Linked DNA regions of Rattus norvegicus: region 1 is linked to region 2. A link is a contact called in public Hi-C data. All regions are on one chromosome and are shown on one strand. Each heading gives the region's core, a stretch centred on a gene start, on an enhancer-like site or on the middle of the called end of the contact. The rest is flanking DNA. Distances are from core to core; before and after follow the strand shown. Region 1 holds the start of Rell1 (RELT-like 1). Region 2 has its middle 25 kb from the start of Pgm2.

The links. Hi-C and Micro-C count contacts between places; a contact is called where the count stands out from the background.
Region 1: a Hi-C map of mammary epithelial cells shows a contact between it and region 2, with 1.9 times the contacts expected there. The contact joins the promoter of Rell1 here to the enhancer-like site in region 2. A contact is called at or near these places in 3 of 12 Hi-C or Micro-C datasets (the A7r5 cell line, Schwann cells and mammary epithelial cells).

Annotation. Positions count from the first base shown.
Region 1 is chr14:44,670,350-44,674,069 of GRCr8, reverse strand. Rell1 (RELT-like 1) reads right to left here and starts at 1,774. Exons shown (of 7, transcript NM_001113776.1): 1 at 1,613-1,774. The coding sequence starts at 1,700. It overlaps LOC100911506 (a long non-coding RNA gene), which reads left to right and starts at 1,864. Exons shown (of 2, transcript XR_146284.6): 1 at 1,864-2,190.
Region 2 is chr14:44,576,255-44,580,121 of GRCr8, reverse strand. No RefSeq gene overlaps it. Among named protein-coding and RNA genes, the nearest start is that of Pgm2, 25 kb to the right of the region's middle. Within about 2 kb of position 1,426, at least 10 of the 93 cell types and tissues checked have an H3K27ac peak or open chromatin away from gene starts, as enhancers often do.

The sequences.
Region 1 (3,720 bases), core at 525-3,024, 94 kb before region 2:
CTACTTCTGGGCTTCAAGTCCCAAGAGATTGATGTCCACCGTTCCAAGCTCTTGATACAGGCCTCAAAGCCTGCTAGCAAATCTGAACTTCTATCCTTGCCATCCTCCATACTTCATTCTTTTTAAGCATTAACTCTCACCCCAAAAAGGTTACTAATAGCATGGCTAGGTAGGACTTTCTTCAGTCACACTGCAGACTCGGATGTTGTTCAGAAACCCAGCAAAACATACAGCTACTCTAGGAGTGGATTTCTCCTGATGGCTGATTACATGCCTCACTTACTAAACTGTAACAATCTGGATCCCAGGTTAAGCATTTTTTTTTTTAATTTCCAAACTCTGCAACAAGTGATACCCCAATACCTGCACCCCTCAATCTACTTTGAACCTATTTTGTACTGACAAGTCCCAGCAAAGAAACACAGAACACACAGGAACATCTCCCATCCAATAAAACTTGTCACTAGCTTCCCTTTCCCCTAGGTAGATGGCTGAAGGAAATGTGGATCTGCTAATAAATACTCAGGAGACACATTTTCTATCTATCCTTGCTAGCATGTTCTGGTTCCTAAGAAAAGTTAAGGCCAAATGATAAGCCAGTTTCAAAGCTCTAAGTGACTAGAACGTTCTCAGAAAAGAAGAGCAGGACGTTTACTTTATAGAGGAAGGCAGTCGCTGTTGGAAGCTTCCCAGCTGCTTATTATTTGAGCCTGAAGAGGAGCCACCCCTGAAGGCAAGCTTGGCAGAGCCTGCTGACGTAAGAATCAGCCTGTGGTAACCCCAAATGGCCAGGAAGGCTTAACTTTTTTTTAACGTACTTCAGTGAGGTGGCAATTAAGAGGGGGAAACAATTATTAAGAATCCCTGGTGTGTGTCTTATAAAAACAGGAGCACCAGGCAAAGGCTTCCTTAAGTAAAAGGTAGACCTCTCAGATTTCAGTTAGAAGCTCCCGCTGATGGCTTAGTTGAAGACAACACTCAGCGTCTTGGCTGGTGGCTTCCACCCGGACCAGAGTTTCCTTTTGTGATGACGGGCGATTTGATACAAAGAAAAAGCAGTATACATTATAGATGTCCTTTCCTCTTTCCCGGCCTAATTTAACCAGCATATATGGGGAGAAGTGAGAAAACCCCGACTTACTAAAGGAATCCATAACCACCTGCAAAGACTGGTACGTTCAAGGCTTTAATATAATGGAAAGAAGAAAATAAAGCGAGAAAAGAGGCTGTAAGGCAGAACCCGGTCCCGGGTGTCAAAGATCTTCGGCCGGTGAGGCCTTTGAGGACCAGGACAGTAGAAAGGGGTCCACGGCTGGGGAGAAGGCACCCCAGGAAAGCAACATCCCGCCGTTCTTAGAAGTGACGGGAAGGGAAGGCGGGATCCCGGCAGGCGGGTGGGGAGGCACTCGAGCAGTGCTGCGCGCCGCACCCGGCCCGGGCCACCCCGGGACACCCAGATGTTCAGAGCCTGATCCGGTAGCAGAGCAGGGCGTGCGCAACTCAGGGCGCGGCGGGGCAGTGGGCTCGACCGGTCCGGACCAGTCCACCCCCTGGCTCCCTTCCGTACGCAGACCCAACTCAGTAGGCATCCCGACCCGGACCAAGCACTCACCCGGGGCTACCAGCGGCGAACTCACAGCGCCTCCCACGAACACCGAACCAGCAAGCACAGCAGACCCCAGGAGTCCCCACGGAGCCATCGCCGAGTCCCTCTGTCCTTCTCGCCCTGGCTTCGACGTCCCGAGCCCAGGTAGAGGGTGAAGCTCGAGGGCTGTCCGGCCGATTGAGCGCAAAAGCTCGGCCCCGAGAAGCCCCTACTCGCTCAGCCTGGCCCCGCCAAGGACCCGCCCACCGCGCGGAAGCCCCGCCCCTGCTCGCCGCACCCGAGTCCCCTAAAGCCTGGACCCGCCTCCGCACGCACAACCCTGCCCGGGAGTCCAGGCCGCGCCTCTCCTGTCACTCCCCCTTCCCCTCAAAACCCTTGGGTCGGCGTCTGATGCGCGCCTAAGCCGTGGCCCCGCCCACTGCTGACACTCTCCGCCTCCTCTGTTGGGCGGGCTAACCCTGCCCAGAGATGTGGCGACTGCGCGGGAGCCTCGGGCTGGGGCGGGTTGCTCCTTCTCCAGGGTCCTGGGACGAGACGGACGTGGAAGAGGAAGGCAGGGAAATTAGGGCAGGAAGCCCAAGAGGGTGAGTCTGAAACTCCCAAGGCCGGCAGTTTCAGAGTGGCGGGATGGTTTTTTTTTTCTCTACTGGAGTCTTTAGCTAGTTAATTAACCTGGGTTAGTGGTCTAGGAAGGAATGCCACGTTCAAAGTCATGTTTGGTTGTTTGAAAATTAAGGATAATTGATGAAAAACTTTTAATTGTCCCCATACCATTCTGTCTAAACTACTTCTGTTGAGGAACACATTCCCACACGCTTCCAGGAATAACTTACAGGGCTTTTATTTTATTGGTTGTTTGCTTGAGTTGTGATTGGGTTTTGTTTTAATCATCTTGCAAACATTCACCTGGAACAGTTCTTCAAATTGTCCTGTCATTTCTGTCCTCACGTTCTCACATCAGCCCTGTAAGGTGAGTATTATCCCCATTTCAGGGGCCAGGAAGTGAGCCCACGATGTCTGGGCTACCTGGGCCACCATGCTCAGTATAATTATCTCCAGTGTTTGCTCATGGCTTTAATCTCAGCACCTGGCTCAAGGACAGCACGCACTAAGCATTCATAAGTTAAAGGGGAATGAGCCTTTTTCTGAATAGCTTCAGTTTAACCAACCAATAGCTTCATATTAACTAAACCCTGGAGACTACACACACACACACACACACACACACACACACACACACACACACACACACACACACACACACACACACACATATATATATACGCGGTCCTTAAAGCCCAATCTTGATGGATATGAGTTGAATGGAGGGTGAGTCTTCAGCTCCTTCTGTAGACTGACTGGCTGGTGGCCTCTAAGTTTGAAGGGGGAGTTATTTCTCCTCTCTAACACCCTCCACCCTTCTGTTACAAACATCACTGATGTTTTCCAGAGAGAGAAACTACAGGTAGCTGAGACTGAATGTCGGAGACCCTACCCTTAAGCCAAAGAAGGAACTATGGGTCCTGCACCCCGTTTGTGGCACATCCTGTAGTCTGACAAACATAAAAGAAAAGTCTTTTCTACTTTTATATCGAAGAGAAAGCTTGAGAAGAAATGCAAACCAAAGATGTACTGGCTGGGTTTTTTGTTTTGTTTTGATTTGATTTTTTTTTTCAACTGTCAACTGGACAGAAACTAGAGACATCCGAGAACCTCTTCTCGTCAATTAGGAAAATGTCTCCCTAAGATCAGGTTGTAGGTAAGCCCGAGGACATGTTTCTTAATTAGTGATTGATGGGTAGGGCCCAGCCTATTGTGGTTTCTGTAAGAAAGCAGGCTGAGCAAGCCTTGAGGAGCAAGCCAGTAACCAGCACTCCTCCATGGTCTCCTTTTCAGCTCCTGCCTCCAGGTTCCTACCCTGCTTGAGATCCCAGCTTAATTCCCTCTGGTAATAAACAGCAATGGGGAAGTGTAAGCCAAACAAGTCCTTTCCTCCGTGTGGTGGTTTGAATAGGACTGGCTCCCATAACTCATGTGTTTGAATGCTTGGTCAACAGAGAGTGACACTATTAGAAGTTGTGTCCTTGTTGGAGTAGGTGTGGCCTTGTTGGAGG
Region 2 (3,867 bases), core at 177-2,676:
TGTCTTCAGACCTCATTACAGATGGTTGTGAGCCACCATGTGGTTGCTGGGAATTGAACTCAGGACCTCTGGAGGAGCAACTAGTGCTCTTAACCTCTGAGCCATCTCTCCAGCCCCTTATTCATTTTTTTAACACTCTTTTTCCTCATGAATTCCTTTTCTACAACATTCCTCATGTCTTGCTCCACATCACCTTGAATTAGCCACCGAGTTCTGCCTGTCGGTGTCTATATCTGTATGTGTAGTTAGACCTTGCGGCAAAGGTGTTGACACGCGTTGCCAGTATTCATTCATTCCTTCCCAGGTTGGTTTTAATAATTCTCTGCGCGTGCACATGTTCATCTTGCTGAATGTATATGGACTGCACATCTCTGAGTTCACAGCCTGTCCTGTGCAGATTTTCAAATATTTCTCTCCACAGCTGTATTCAATTTGTTAGGACGTTTTTCTTGAGTGATTTTATTTCAGCAGACTCCAGTTCAATAAAACTGAACTCTCCGGCCTGTTTGAAGTGTACTTACGAAATGAGGATTCAAAAGATTTTTTTCTCCCCCTCTTATCTGCTTGTTTGGAAATGTTTATGTTACTGTCATTTACTCTCCATGTGTGCCCCCACCAGTTTTCAACTCCCGACAATCATTTCGAGGTTCAATATTTTGAGTACACACTAGGGGACTGTGGACTATGTCTATCTGTGGTACTGTCTACATTGTAGGAGACTAATGCAGACAATTCTAACCTAAAGACTTTCCTTTGAGGGGGTCAAGATGTATTTTTTTTCTTCAGCTCATGAGCATGTGGAAGGTAAAAGCTTTGTTCCGTTTCTCCCTCTTGTTTCAAAATGAGGGAAACAGAAGATACAAAAGGAGCCACCTATGGCAAAAGATATTCTGCTGGGAATGTGGGAAAACATGGAGAATTAAAGCATCAATGAGAAGTTAAGAAGATGACTAGCAGAGGAGCATTAAATGCATAGAAGCATAAAATCGACCACTAATAAAATATATAGTTAGTATAAAAAACACACCACTACAGCACATTATTTCTAATGAAAATAAATTCTGGGGAATGGAGAGATGGCTCAGCGGTTAAGAACACTGACTGCTCTTCCAGAGGTCCTGAGTTCAAATCCCAACAACCACATGGTGGCTCACAACCATCTGTAATGAGATCCGATGCCTTTTTCTGGTGTGCCTGGAGATAGCTAGAGTGTACTCATATACAATAAATGAATGAATGAATGAATGAATGAATGAATGAATAAATAAATATTTTTTAAAAAATAGAAAATATACTACTCACAGTGATGGCCATGCCTACAAGCTCCATGATCCAAGCCCTGGGCATCTCTTCTAAGCTCCTGACTCTCTGTCACTGTTCCCATTTATACCACTGGTAATTTGCCACGATCTGCCACCCAGTGGCAAAAGCCAGAGCTCACCCGCCCCATGCTTTTCCTGTACAACAGCGCCTCCCAGCCACCCAGTGATAGAAGGCAGGCTAAAGCTCCACTAAGGACTTCAACCAGTAAGGTGACCCCAAAGTGACTCTGGAACTGTTTAGCCAATCTGACTCATTGCTGCAAGTGTGACTTAAGACACATCAGGTGGGGTTGGGGATTTAGCTCAGTGCTTGCCTAGCAAGCACAGGCCCTGGGTTCGGTCCCCAGCTCTGAAAAAAAAAGAAAAGGAAAAAAAATGACACATCAGGTGACCGTTTAACCCAGTTTACCCAGCTGTGAAAAGAGTAGACAGACAGGAAAGGCTCAGTGTAGACAAGACCTGAAAATCACTTCCAGTCTTAGCTTTTAGGATGCCATTTCCTGCTGCTCATTTTTTGTTCTTCAATGAAGAGTGAAGAGTACAAAATTAAAAATTAAAACATCATGACATCGGGGTTGGGGATTTAGCTCAGTGGTAGAGCGCTTGCCTAGGAAGCGCAAGGCCCTGGGTTCGGTCCCCAGCTCCGAAAAAAAAAGAACCAAAAAAAAAAAAAAACAAAAAAAAACCAAAACATCATGACATCATTCCCCCTTTCCTTCCTCCAAATGACCTCATCTACCCTACTTGTGTCCTCTCTCTCTCTCTCTTTCTCTCTCTCTTTCTCTCTCTCTCTCAAGTCATGTCCTTTTTCCTTTGTTTATATGGATGTATGAATATATATATTCTTATATACATTCCTAAATATATAAATTCAACCTGCTCAACTGATAAAATGTTACTGGTATGTATGTGACTTCACTGTATTGGATAACCGGTTTGGCAGCAATTCCCTGGAGAAGTGTGTGTGTGTGTGTGTGTGTGTGTGTGTGTGTGTGTGTGTGTGTGTGTGTGTGTGTGTGTGTTAGAGTCAGGGACAGCCTGTGAGGGTCAGTTGTCTACCTTAGCTTCTGGGAATCAAGCTCATCTAGTGTGGGTGGCAGGTGCAGTTTGTAAGTGAGTCATCTTGCAGGCAGCAGAACCCATTTTTGAGCCAACTAAAATCTATTTCTCCACTCAGATCCCGTAAAATTTCAGGTGATCATAAAAGAAATAGGAAAATAGCTGTAATCTTTTACAAAAATTTCAAACTAACATAAGATATAAAAACAGATTTTTAGTTTGTAGAATTTATGACATTAATCTATTATATTTATTCATAAAGCACGAAATTGTGATGAATTGCTTTGAAAGGAAAATACACCTGGGTAGAGAGATAACTTAGCAATTAAGGGCACATGACAGTCTTTTAGGGGATCTGAGTTCAGTTCCCAGCACCCACATCAGGAATCTTATAACCAACCAACTGTAGCTCCAATTCCAGGAGAGCTCCTGCTCTCTTCTGGCCTTCACAGACATCTGGATACATGGGAAACATATGCTTACAGACATAGAAACATATGCATAGATTTAAAAGCTAACTGTTAGAGAAAGAAAATTATGTCTTTTAATATATCATATATATTATATGATGTGTGTGTGTGTGTGTGTGTGTGTACTCACTATGTAGCTGCAGTTAGCCTCAAAATCACAACAATTATCTCGCCTCAGTCCCTCGAGTGCTGTGATTATGAAAAGAAACATGAAATATTTTATGTATCCTTAAAAGGTTTCTTTTTTTTTCTTCTTTTTCTTTTTTCTATTTTTCGGAGCTGGGGACCGAACTCAGGGCCTTGCGCTTGCTAGGCAAGCGCTCTACCACTGAGCTAAATCCCCAACCCCAAAAGGTTTCTTTTTTATATGAAAAAATGAAAATACTTCTTATGTAAATATTAGAACATTTATTTGTCTTTCCATCCCATCTTCATTTCTATTTGGCGATAGGCTATAGAAAAGTAAATTTTAAATTAAACACTATCATCTGTTATATCAATATTTCTATTATCAAGATAATTATTTATCACCTAGAGTTCAGTCTCTGAAGCTGCTATCCATGGACCAGGGTGCTGGCTCTGTGGGTAAAGGCACCATCTGACGAGGCTGATGACACGACCCGACTCGAGTGCTCTGAAGTATGCACACGCACACGCACACGCACACGCACATGCACACGCACACGCACATATACATGTGAGCACGCACACTACAAAATACAAAAGCCATATGTTTTTTAATTGCTACTCACTTTTGAAAATGTTTTGGGAAGAGCAATGACAATACAAATAATAAAAAAGATGTGTAAAATATTAAAATGCACTTGGCTACATAAATATGAAAAATACCTTATTTTTGCTCTAGCTACAAATGTATATTTATGCCACCCTTAAGTCTGATGAGCGCTCCCAACAGGACATCTGGGTAATTAGACCATAAAGTCTCTGCAAACAGATGCGCTGGCTCGAAGGCTCACTATAGTCCCTGACAACTAGGAGGCGAATAATTGATGTAA